4 separate regions of the Mus musculus genome follow, and regions 1, 2 and 4 are each linked to region 3. Evidence: chromatin contacts called from public Hi-C, promoter capture Hi-C and targeted proximity ligation data. All regions are on one chromosome and are shown on one strand. The core of a region is the stretch at or near the end of the contact, and the rest is flanking DNA. Distances in the headings are between cores, read along the strand shown. Region 1 holds the start of Nudt8 (nudix (nucleoside diphosphate linked moiety X)-type motif 8). Region 2 holds the start of Aip (aryl-hydrocarbon receptor-interacting protein). Region 3 holds the start of Ehd1 (EH-domain containing 1). Region 4 holds the start of Taf6l (TATA-box binding protein associated factor 6 like).

Region 1 (2,700 bases), core at 194-2,693, 2.3 Mb after region 3:
CAACCCCTAGGCAGCTCAGGAACAGCTAGGGAGGGCTGGTAGAAGCCAGGGGCCAGCAGCTTCAGGGTGAGCTCAGTGATGACAGCTGTGAGGCCCCAGACACGGTGTGGTCCATGCAAGAAGACAGGCAGTGTGTAGCTGAAGTGGCCACCCTGGCAGAAGTGGGTATACCCCTGGTTCTGTGTCTGCAGCAAGTGGGCCAGAGACATCTCAAATACTTCATCCACCTGTAGGCAAGAAACAGAAAGAGGGTGGACAGAGGACTGCCTGTGAGTCCCCTGTTAGGACAGCCCAACTCCCCAGTAGTCACCATTCACCTCCTCAAGGTTGGGCCTAAGGCTCTGCAGATCCAGTGGGCCCACGTTGGCAAGTACTGGGACTATGGTTGCCTTTTCCTGGGTAGGAGAAGGGTGAAGAGTCAGAAGGAGCAAACTTAGGAAGCAGACCCTACCCTGCCATCCGGGTGTCTTGGGTAATCATGGTGAAGCCCTCCAGTTCCGGTCCTTGGTTTCTTGCCATGCTGCCTCACAGGTTCCCCTTACCTGTATACCGCCAGGAAACCTCCCACTTGCCACTCAAGCCTAGAGGGATGCAGCCTACCCTGCAAGCCTTCCTGGACCCTGTCCTGGACTGAGCGGGGCTGGCTTCCCCGGCCACTAGGGTTACTGATTGTGATAGGATGAGGGTGGCTCACCCGGTCATACACTGGCTGCAGGACACCCCACACGTGCTCCTTGGGCACCTCTAGGCCCAGCTCCTCCTGAGTCTCCCGAAGGGCCGTATGTATTACATCTTGGTCGTCGGGATCACACTTACCGCCTGGGAAACTAAATGGGCAGAGGGAATCTTGGGACCACAGGTCGTCAGGAGGCAGTTTAGCTCTCTGTGCCATTAGAGTAAGGGGGACAGGCACTGTGATATAGATTACGACATGAGGGTCTGGCAGCTGGCTAAGACTATGCTAGGGCTCAGACACCCCATGTCTGCCTATGGTGTCCCAGTGGTGCAGATATCGTCCCCGGGTGTTCTCAACTTCTGCTGAGGGCGAAGCCAAAGAAGGGGAGCCCCGGATCTCCTCTCTCCAGTCTACGGTAAGGGGCAGAGTCCTGTTTATGAAGGGAAAAATTCAGAGGGGTATGCGGGCCACAGGTAGTGCGCCGGCAAGGCCGGCGTACCTGACTTCCCCTTTGTGTCTCCCAACCAGGCGACTAGAACGCAGCGTGTAGAGCAACGCGGGGACCCCGCGCACGAGGCACAGCGGCACAAGCACTGCGGCCGCTGCGGGCCGCGAGCGTAACCGGGCAGTGGTCCGTGCTAGCAGCTGCCGGCAGCGCTGCTCGTCCTCCGCGGACAGGCCATCAGGCAGCATGTCCCAGACGTCCGGGACACAGTGGGGGATCAGCCCGCTAGGGAGGGAACGCCGCAGCGCGCAAGCTCCAGCGCGGGGCGGGGACCTAAGTGGGAGCCGGAAGGAGGCGTGGCTTCCCGGAGCCCGGTATGAGAGGCGGACAGGCCTGGGACTGCCCTTGCAAAGCCTCGGACGCCGGCGGTACGGAGCCTGCCCAGGTAGAGCCTCCGAGATGGACAAGGCAGTGGCTGCTGAAACCTCGGAGGCGTTCCAGACGAGGCCTGCTGATGCAGATCCTCGGAGACCTCGGGGGTGTGGCTTAAGGCGGGTTTTGCTGCTATTGGGCGACAGAGGGCATCTGGGGCGGAGTTTGCTAGATGAGGGCAGAAGCGGTTTTGTGTACAGGGACCAGAGCGCCACCTAAAGGAAAGACCTGGCTTAGAGCTGATGGAAGGCGTGTCCGGAAAAGCCGGCCAGCTTCGCTTGAGTTTCTTTCCAGGGACTTCCCTATCTGTGGCACAGTTGGTTTGGACTCTGTGTCTCCGGAACGCTTGAGTAACCTGAATTGAATGGGTCCTGACTTCGGGTTCGGGAGTTGGGATGTCTGGCTGCTGAAGATCTTCTGGGCCCCTTTTCTCTCGTCTCCTGGGTGTCCGTGCTTTCCAGAACGTCTCACAGGAAGAGCTCTGGGTCGGAGCACAGTCGGAGTCATCAGGTGCCTCTGGGCGCCCACTCCAAGAGAACGAAGAGTACGCGCCTCCCTCAGCCTTATTCCACCAGACTACCGAGAGGACTTCAACCTGGCCTTTTACCTCTAGTTCTCCAAGTATACACCCATCCCTACCTTGGCCTGTGTGATCCCTATCTATCATATTAGGCACACTTCGATGACCCCCGGCTCTCAGAACCAGCCTTAGAGCATCGCATTTAAATAGAATGATGAGTGTCAGCTGTACTTTGCTGTGTGACTGTGAGCCGAAACCTCTCTGAGCTGCTTCCATCCTTATATGGGTGCACAAAATAGGGGACACACCAGGTTAACCGCAGCCTTGCTGGTGTAGCCAGTTATCATCACCCTGTGCTCTGGGTACAGCTTTTGGAGACTTATAAAGGTGATGGGATTGTCTGGTCTGGGAGTTCCTGTGGACAGAAGTACTGTGACTGCTGTTGCCAAGCAGTTTAATGTGGGGGAAGGACATTCGAAGCAGGATTTAGAGGAGGCATCCTCGAGGCAGCAGGGCATGATTCAGGGCTTTTGAGTAGGAAGTAGGCCTGATTCCAAGGCTGGCAGGCCCCAGACTGACTTTGAGGCAGGAACCCACTGCTGTAGAGCTTCCAGTTGTGCTGCTCGC
Region 2 (2,700 bases), core at 64-2,563, 2.2 Mb after region 3:
TAATTTGTGTGTGTGTGTATGCTAGAGAAAGAACCCAGGACCTCTCAAATGCTAGGCAAATGTTCCAACACTGAGCTACACTCTCAGTCCCTAGCTTAACATTTTATTTATTATTATTGTTGTTGTTATTGTTGTTATCATTAGTTTTTCAAGACAGGGTTTCTCTTGCTGTCTTGGAACTCCCTCTGTAGGCCAATCTGAACTTGAACTCAGAGATCCACCTGCCTTTGCCTCCCAAGTGCTGGGGTTAAAGGCGTGTACCACAACAACCTGGATAATATGTTATTATTTTTATCTATCTACATCTTTCATGCTCTGGTGTATACTTATCAGCCATATCGGTCAGCTTTCCTTCTGTTGTACTTTCTGCAAGATGAGTACAGCAGACTACTTAGCTCGCCTGTAAGCTCTCTGTGTTGATAGAAAACAAACCCAAGCATGTTTCCTCTTCCCTTCAGAAAGTCCCCTCTCTGAGGACTTTTTTTTTTTAAGATTTATTTATTTATTTATTATATAAGTACACTGTAGCTATCTTCAGACACACCAGAAGTGGGCATCAGATCTCATTACAGATGGTTGTGAGCCACCATGTGGTTGCTGGGATTTGAACTCATGATCTCTGGAAGAGCAGTCAGTGCCCTTAACTGCTGAGCCATCTCTCCAGCCCCTCAAGACTTTTTGCTGGAAAGTGAAGCAGTCAGAGTATGTGACTTGGGGCTCAGGGGAAAGAAAATAATCTTCCTGGTTATGATATAAGGGATGAAGACACTACAGAGAAGTATGTGTCACCACACCGGGTTTCCTTCCTTTTTTTTCTTAAGACAAGTGAATCTAGAGTCCAGAATCTAGATGTTATAACTTATGCTAAAGTATGCAAAATAAAAGGGCCAAAGGGGCCGGGCGGTGGTGGCGCACGCCTTTAATCCCAGCACTTGGGAGGCAGAGGCAGGCGGATTTCTGAGTTTGAGGCCAGCCTGGTCTACAAAGTGAGTTCCAGGACAGCCAGGGCTACACAGAGAAACCCTGCCTCTAAAAAACAAAACAAAGCAAAACAAAAAAGGCCCAAAGGGAATACACAGGTGAAGCGGTGTTTTTCGTTTTTCATTTTTCTAACTGAAGTGCCGATAATAGGGCATCTACAACTTAAATGGAGTGGCACACAGCTAGGAGAGCTGCAACCCCTATAAAGCCAACTAAGCACAACTGGCAGGGGAGGGACAACCAAAGGCCCGCCCCTAAGCAGGCTCAGGCTCCGCCCCCAGTGCCGCGTTAAAGCCGTAGCATTAGGAACCAATCACGGCTCTTTTCTTCATTCCCTCCCTTTTTTGGCTTCTGCCCTCAGTCAAAATGGCGCTTGCTCAGAAGCTGCCGAGGCGCTAGGAGTTGCCGAAACAGGTCCGGAAGCTACCGAGCGAGTCCGGAAGTTGCCGAAAGGGAGCAGCGGGGAAGGAGGATGGCGGATCTCATCGCAAGACTTCGAGAGGACGGGATCCAAAAGCGTGTGATACAGGAGGGCCGAGGAGAGTTGCCGGACTTTCAGGATGGCACTAAGGTTTGTGTCCATCCTCTCCCCACTTTCCCAGCGTCTCTTCTGAAGCGCGGTGCGCATGCGAGGCGGGAGGAGGCCGTAGGTGAGAGGTTGCGCATGCCCAGAGAGCAGCTGCCAGTCAGGCTACCTCTCACATGCCGAGCTCGACGCTGATTGGTCTGGATTTAAGTGGGAGTTAATTCAGATATGTCTACTCCGCCCCTTGGCTTTGCTTTAGGACTGCATTGGACAGGGGTGGGTGTCAGTCATCTCAAAATGGTTTGGTGTGGGTGTGACCTCAGTGCTGATACCCGTACCTGAAGGTTCAAAGCTCATGCAGTTTTGAGTAAAGGGGCCTTCTGAAACCATCTAGGACAATTCTCATTGTTTACATAGGGAAACTGAGGTCCTGGAACTAAAAAAAACACAGAGTCCCAGAGATCCAGTTTTCCAGACCAAACTCCTATGTCAGCGTTCTGATAGATGGTAGCATTGCTTTTATATCTGGGCACCAAGTTCAGGTGCCCCTCCCTAAGGCACTCCATACCTCTAGGTTCCCCTGCTTTGTTGCTGTAGATCTCTAATCACAGTTGTGGAGCTGATACCAGTGAAGCCAAAAGCAAGAATTCTGTGAATGAATGTATGCCCTCTGGCCAGTGGTGTTAAGCCAGCAGGCAGAGAGTCTAGTCTGATGTGGTGAGGGGTAAATGCTGAGAGCAGAGGGCAGGCATGTGGTGGTAGTGATCAGCTGTGCTTGAAAAGGGGATCTACAAGCTGGGCCTGGTGGCCCATGCCTACAGTCTCAGCCGCTGGTGAAGCTGGGCTACAGCATGAGTTCAAGGCCAGCTCAGGACACTCAATGAGACCCTGTCTTAAAATTAGAGAGATGGAGATAGAGAACAGGCTTTGGAAGGAGCCTGGCAAGAGGGATGCTAGATGGAAAAGCTTAGGATAAACTAATATAAGACTAATCTGTGAGCAGGGGCACGTGGTAAATAGAAGCAGGCAGGATTAAACAATCACTGGGGCTCAGGAGGGGGGACCGTCTTCTGCTGGTGAGGTGGCTTAGTGGATAGAGTGCTTGCTGCCAACCTGATGGCCTGGGTCAGATCCCCAGGACCCAGATGGTAGAAGGAGAGAAGTGACTTCTGCAGGTTGTCCTCTGACCTCAT
Region 3 (2,700 bases), core at 47-2,546:
ATCCTGAGGGGCTGACTCTAACTCACCGGGAACTGGTTAAGCTGAGACTCCAGGAGACACACGAAGTCTATCCAATCTATCCTAGACTATGGGTCTGGTCATTTCAGGAGCCACAGTGTTACCACCCCCTGAAGTCCCTGAAGTCTCCTGAGGCAACACTGACTTAAGCTTTTTTTGTTTTGTTGTGTTTGAGACAGGGTTGTCTCCTGTACTCCTGGCTGGTTTGGCATTCACGTAAGTGCTGCTTTTAGGAGGGGTGTTGGGACTCCTTCATCCCCTGCCTTCAAAGGGGGCTGCCCCCAAATCAGCAGACCAAAGCATAGCCTCCGCGCCCTTCCTACACAAAACCACTGGTCCCTGGAGATGTGACGCAGAGAGTGACACACTAGCAAAAGGAACATCTAAGTCTCGAGGTTTCCCAGGACACACACTTTAAAAACGGACCCCAGAGGAGGAGGGGGATTCATGAGAATGAGCTGGGTGCCTCCAGAATGAGGAACAAGAAAGGGGGGACAGCAATGGTTCATCTTCTCACAGCAGCCCCCCGCTCTGTGGGAAGTAGGTCTGGGGTCTGCAGGAGGATGTGAGAGTTAAACTGAAAACCTGGAAGGTTCTGGGAATGACAGAAGCCAGAAGAGTGGACGATGCCTAGTCTCTAACTTCTCTCGGGTAGTTAGTGGGACGCAGCAAAGCCGGTGTCCCTGGGAGTGGTCGCCTAGGGTCTGGCGGGGGCTCTCGGAGACAAAGGCCGGCTGGGGGCAATGGCTCCGGAGGCCTTTGGTATCCTCGCGCTGGGGGGCAAGGGGTGGGTACCTGTTGAGGAAGGCGTTGCCGAAGGCGTTGAGCTTGCGGAAGGGGCGCCGCGGGTCCACGACGAGCGCGTTGCCGGGCACCACGCCCTCGGTGGGGCCGTGCATGACCGCGATGAAGGAGTCGGTGGTGGGCTCCGGCCCGATGCGCATCCCCGGGAAGTCCTGCTCGATCAGGTGGCGGATGAAGGTGGTCTTGCCGGTGCTGTACTGGCCGACCAGGAGCACCATCGGCTTGTTGTCGAAGTCAGCGTCCTCCAGCGCGGGCGAGTGGAACTCGTGGAAGCGATAGTGCTCCTCCAGCGGCAGCAGCTTCTGCGCGTACAGCTGCCGCAGCCCCTCGGCCACCGTCTGGAAGAGCTCCGGCTCCTTCTTGCGGCGGGCATCCTTGCTCACCCAGCTGAACATGATGCCGGAGACGGGGCTGGCTGCTACAGGACGGAGCGGTGGCTGAGCGGGACTGGGGCGCGCGGCCGAGGAGGGGCCGGCCGGCCGGCGGAGGGCAGAGGGGCAGGGGGCGGGGCGCTGCCCGCACCGCGCAGGCGCAGGCTCGAGGGCCGGCGTGAGGACCACGACAGCGCCCTCTGCCGAGGGTCGCGCGAACCTCGTCGAGCCGCCCCTTTATAATAAGCCGGAGCCCGGCGTTCCCGCACGCTGGCCGCCGCCTCGAGGCTGGCCCGAGAGGAGGCGGGGGAAGAGCCCTCCAGGCCCCGCCCCATTCGCGTGCCACGTCCTCTTCTGCTTCCCATTAGCTGATTTCAAATATCGCGAGCTCGTGGCTGCGGTGCCTTGGCAACCGCACCTGTTTTGCTCCGCCCCTCGAGGGATGGCTCGTGGAAGTGTGGCGGTCGCGGGTGCCAGAGTCTGGCGTCGAGATGTACTAAGTCTGAGCACCATCTAGCACGTGTGGGCTTCCGGACACCCCCAAGTACTTCAGCTGCGCTCCCCAACTGCAGTGTTTCCGCTGGCTAGGAACTCCCAAAAGCATCGGGAGCCTCACCCTTTGGTCTTTTAGCGACTCTGGAGAGGGACAGGACAGCGGGAATAGGGAAAGCCGAGGGAGTACAGGACACCGGGAAGAGGAATATCGGTAAGGAAGGAGGAAGAGTGCGCTGGGACTCCACTCAGACTGATGGGAGAGGGACACGGCAATGGAAACAATTGACGTGACCTAGCGGGGAGTTTTCACCAAGGCGGTGCCAGCTGCGGAATGGGGTAAAAAGTTGCAGCTTTCTGGCTAGATGAGTTTGGAGGAAGTGAAATCGGAAATACCCTTTGTAAGGAAGAGGGGCAGTGTTGAGCAACAATGAAATGTTGTGGGAACTTAGGGGAAATTAAAAGCCCCAAAATTTCCGCTTTCCTGTCAGGGACACCACCAGTACCATCTCTTGTTCCGTTCTGAGTCCCAACCTGTTTCCAGTTGGTAGCTGTTCCCCACCATCATACCTGGCCACACCTAAGCCCCCTTGGCTGTGTCTGCTGGTGTCTAGTGGGTGATGTCAGAGATTTGGGGACTATGATTGTTAGGTAACTAATATCAGGTCACCCAAGTGGCAGGAGGATCTAAGGGCCATTGGAGAAGTCTAAAAGGCACCGGAGGAGTTGTTTAGCACACAGTTGTGGTCTCAACTGTTTGGAAAGGTTGGAGGATCACTTGAACCCATCGATTTGAGGCCAGCCTCGACAACAGACGCTGTCTTAAAAGAAAAAAAAAAAAAGACAAAATATTTATCGATGAGGCTAAATTCATAGCTTAGTGGTAGAAGCACTTGCTTAGCGTGCACAAGCCAGTAGGGCCCATCCCCAACAGCACTAGAGCCAACAGAAAATCATGGGAACTTGAAAGCCTTGGATCCCACTTGAAAACTTTGATTTGGAAGCCTGTGAGCTA
Region 4 (2,700 bases), core at 164-2,663, 2.5 Mb before region 3:
TGTGATCCCGATCTTGAGGCTGGGAGATACAAGTTTCTGACCTGGCTCTTGGCATGGAGATCTTGAGGCATAGTGGCTATGAATCCCAGGAGACTAAGGCAAGGAGATTTCTGAGTGCAAGGTCATCTGAGACAAATCAAGTCCCAGATCCAGACTTGCTGGCACACCTGGGCCACACCTTCTGCTGGAGACCTACAATCAGGACATTGGAAAAAGGAAAATTCTCTCTTCTTCTGCTTGCCTCGTGGGATTAAGCAACTGCTAGATTCTTGGACTTCCATTCACAGCTCCTGCTGACCGTTGTTGGAGAGTTGGACAACAGACTGTGTACATCATCAACAAATTCCCTTACTATATAGAGACTACCCATTCGTTCTGTGACTCCAGATAACCTTGCCTTATACAACCAGTGTGTTTAAAAATAAAAAATAAATAGAGGATATAGCTCAGTGGCAGAACATTTGTCTATCAAATGCAAAGCTGTAGGTTGGATCACCTAAACCACAGTAAATAAATTTTACTTTCTTAGGGTTTCCTATATCCAAGGTTAGCCTTAATCTTGATATTTAGTCAAGGATAATACTGAACTTCTTATCCTCCCACTTTCAGCCCCCAAGTGCTGGCTAGTTCATGTCCTGCAAGTACTAGACAAGCATGTTACCAAGTGAACGGTATCCAGCTTTATGCAGGACTGGTGAAGTGGTGAAGACAAGTAAAAGAGCTTGTTGCTTAAGCCCAACAACCTGAGTTCCACTGTTGGTGCCTACAGGAGCATCAACTCCTCAAAGTTGCCCTCTCCCCCCCCCCACCCCCCGTATTTTTTGTGGGATTAAAGGCATGCTCCACCACTACCTGGCCCTCAAAAGTTGTTCTCTTATTTGCAAGTACAAGCACACATACAGAATTAAACTTTTTTTTTAAAAAAGATTTATTTATTTATTATATATAAGTACACTGTAGCTGTCCTCAGACATTCCAGAAGAGAGAGTCAGATCTCATTACGGATGGTTATGAGCCGCCATTTGGTTGCTGGGATTTGAACTCTTGACCTTCAGAAGAGCAGTGGGGTGCTCTTGCCCACTGAGCCATCTCACCAGCTCAAATTTTTTTTTTAAGATCAGAAACTAGAAAGCGGTATGGTAGCACACACCTTTGATCCCAGCATCCTGGAAGCAAAGGAAGGCCTATTAGTTCAAGACCAGCTTGTTTTATGCGGTGAACTCTAATTCAGTGTAAGCCAGGGAACACACACCTGTTAGCTAACCCAAAGGAGCTGTTGCTTTAAGAAGCGCCACTCACGTGACCAACGTCGCCCTAGTGGCTTTACCCGCACATACACACTGGCCAATCTTGAGGTGGTATGCCTCTTTGGTGGGCGGAAAACTCAGTAGACGGCCACCGATTGGCTCCGCATATGGAGGGCGGAGCCTGGGCGCGGAGAGAGGGAATTACCGTGAGCCGGTGAGTGGAAGCAGCCGTCCCTCCCCAGCAGGCGCCCTCCCAACCCCGGAGTCTGCAGGTGAGCAGGTCCTGCCCCGATCCAGGGATCGCTTCCCGCGGTGCTCTGCTCACCAGCCACGGAGCCCGCAGGACCCCGCCCCCTTCACCGAGCACGTGACACAAGTTCTGTAATCCCTGATCTCCCCACTCGACCCTGCACCCTTTGGAGCTGGGAGGGAGGAAGGTGGGTGGGAGGATTCACAACGTAGAAGTCCTTGGAGATCGGTTCCCACGCCTCCTGGTCAGGAGGACTTGGAACTGAGGGTGGGCAGGACGAGACTAAAGAGTGGGAGACCTTGGTCACAGACCGAATTTTGTGAGCTATCAAGACAGGGCTACATAATAGAGAAACTCCCTTCTAGCTTTCCACTTGCGCAGCACTGCATGGTTCCATTTTACAGATGGGGAAACTGAAGCGTACTCATCCAGTGCTGAGTCTAGTGATGGGACTTCAAATCTTTGGGCTACAAAGCCAGGCCTAGTTCAAACACAAGCCTACAGCTCATGAATATATTATCTTGAGTCGAATTACAACAGTGTTTGAGACCCAGCAGTCTAATCACCCGGTGCTTAGTGTTTGGTCTTGGACAGTTCAGGTAATCTCTCTGAGCTAAGACTTCCTCAGCTTTGTGAAATGGACAAATGTGTACAATTATATATCTCATACAATATTACTAACTGGGGGGGCCATGGGCATTTATGTGTTTAGAAAATAGCTGTGCTGGAAAGATGGCTGAGCAGTTGGCTAGTCTCCTTGGAGGACCCAGATTCAATTCTCAGTACCCACATAGCAGGTCACACCTGTCTGTAACTCCAGTTCCAAGGGACCTGGCACCCTCACACAGACATATACATGCAGGCAAAACACCAATGCACATAAAAGTGAATAAATCAGAAGTATTGACCCATGTCCTTAATAACAGCACCGGGATGGGTTGGTGGGCAGAGGCAGAAAGATCTCTGTGAATTGGAGGTCAGCAGGGTCTAGAGAGTGAGTTCTAGGACTGAATAGACAACATTGTCTGGAACAGCTATCCTTTTTTTTTTCAGCAAGTGTTAATGAGGGTATAGTATGTGCTGACCCTGCTGGAGGCCTGGGATGCAAAGGTGAGCGTACTGACCTGGTCTATTGTGCAACTTACAGTTACTGGGGAGCTGCATGCTGATGCCCAGCATCCCTGTACAGAGTGGAGTTGATGG

What was found. Promoter capture Hi-C pulls out the DNA fragments that hold promoters and counts their contacts. A called contact is a pair of places that touch in the nucleus more often than the background predicts.
Region 1: a promoter capture Hi-C map of pre-B cells shows a contact between it and region 3, with 4 times the contacts expected there. A contact is called at or near these places in 2 of 39 promoter capture datasets (cranial neural crest and pre-B cells) and 2 of 9 other capture datasets (adipose tissue and liver).
Region 2: a contact with region 3 is called in a targeted proximity ligation map of bone marrow-derived dendritic cells, with 5 times the contacts expected there. A contact is called at or near these places in 1 of 39 promoter capture datasets (pre-B cells) and 1 of 130 datasets of targeted methods (bone marrow-derived dendritic cells).
Region 4: a contact with region 3 is called in a Hi-C map of B cells, with 5 read pairs.

What each region holds. Positions count from the first base shown.
Region 1 is chr19:3,999,323-4,002,022 of GRCm38.p6, reverse strand. It overlaps Nudt8 (nudix (nucleoside diphosphate linked moiety X)-type motif 8), which reads right to left and starts at 1,443. Exons shown (of 4, transcript NM_025529.3): 1 at 1,176-1,443; 2 at 695-827; 3 at 318-395; 4 at 1-227. The coding sequence starts at 1,369. Tbx10 (T-box 10) reads right to left here. Exons shown (of 8, transcript NM_001001320.1): 8 at 2,511-2,700.
Region 2 is chr19:4,120,188-4,122,887 of GRCm38.p6, reverse strand. Aip (aryl-hydrocarbon receptor-interacting protein) reads left to right here and starts at 1,313. Exons shown (of 6, transcript NM_001276284.1): 1 at 1,313-1,552. The coding sequence starts at 1,454.
Region 3 is chr19:6,275,492-6,278,191 of GRCm38.p6, reverse strand. Ehd1 (EH-domain containing 1) reads right to left here and starts at 1,296. Exons shown (of 5, transcript NM_010119.5): 1 at 814-1,296. The coding sequence starts at 1,217. Gm14963 (predicted gene 14963) reads left to right here and starts at 1,614. Exons shown (of 2, transcript NR_168273.1): 1 at 1,614-1,899.
Region 4 is chr19:8,785,029-8,787,728 of GRCm38.p6, reverse strand. Taf6l (TATA-box binding protein associated factor 6 like) reads left to right here and starts at 1,413. Exons shown (of 12, transcript NM_146092.2): 1 at 1,413-1,519; 2 at 2,551-2,607. The coding sequence starts at 2,600.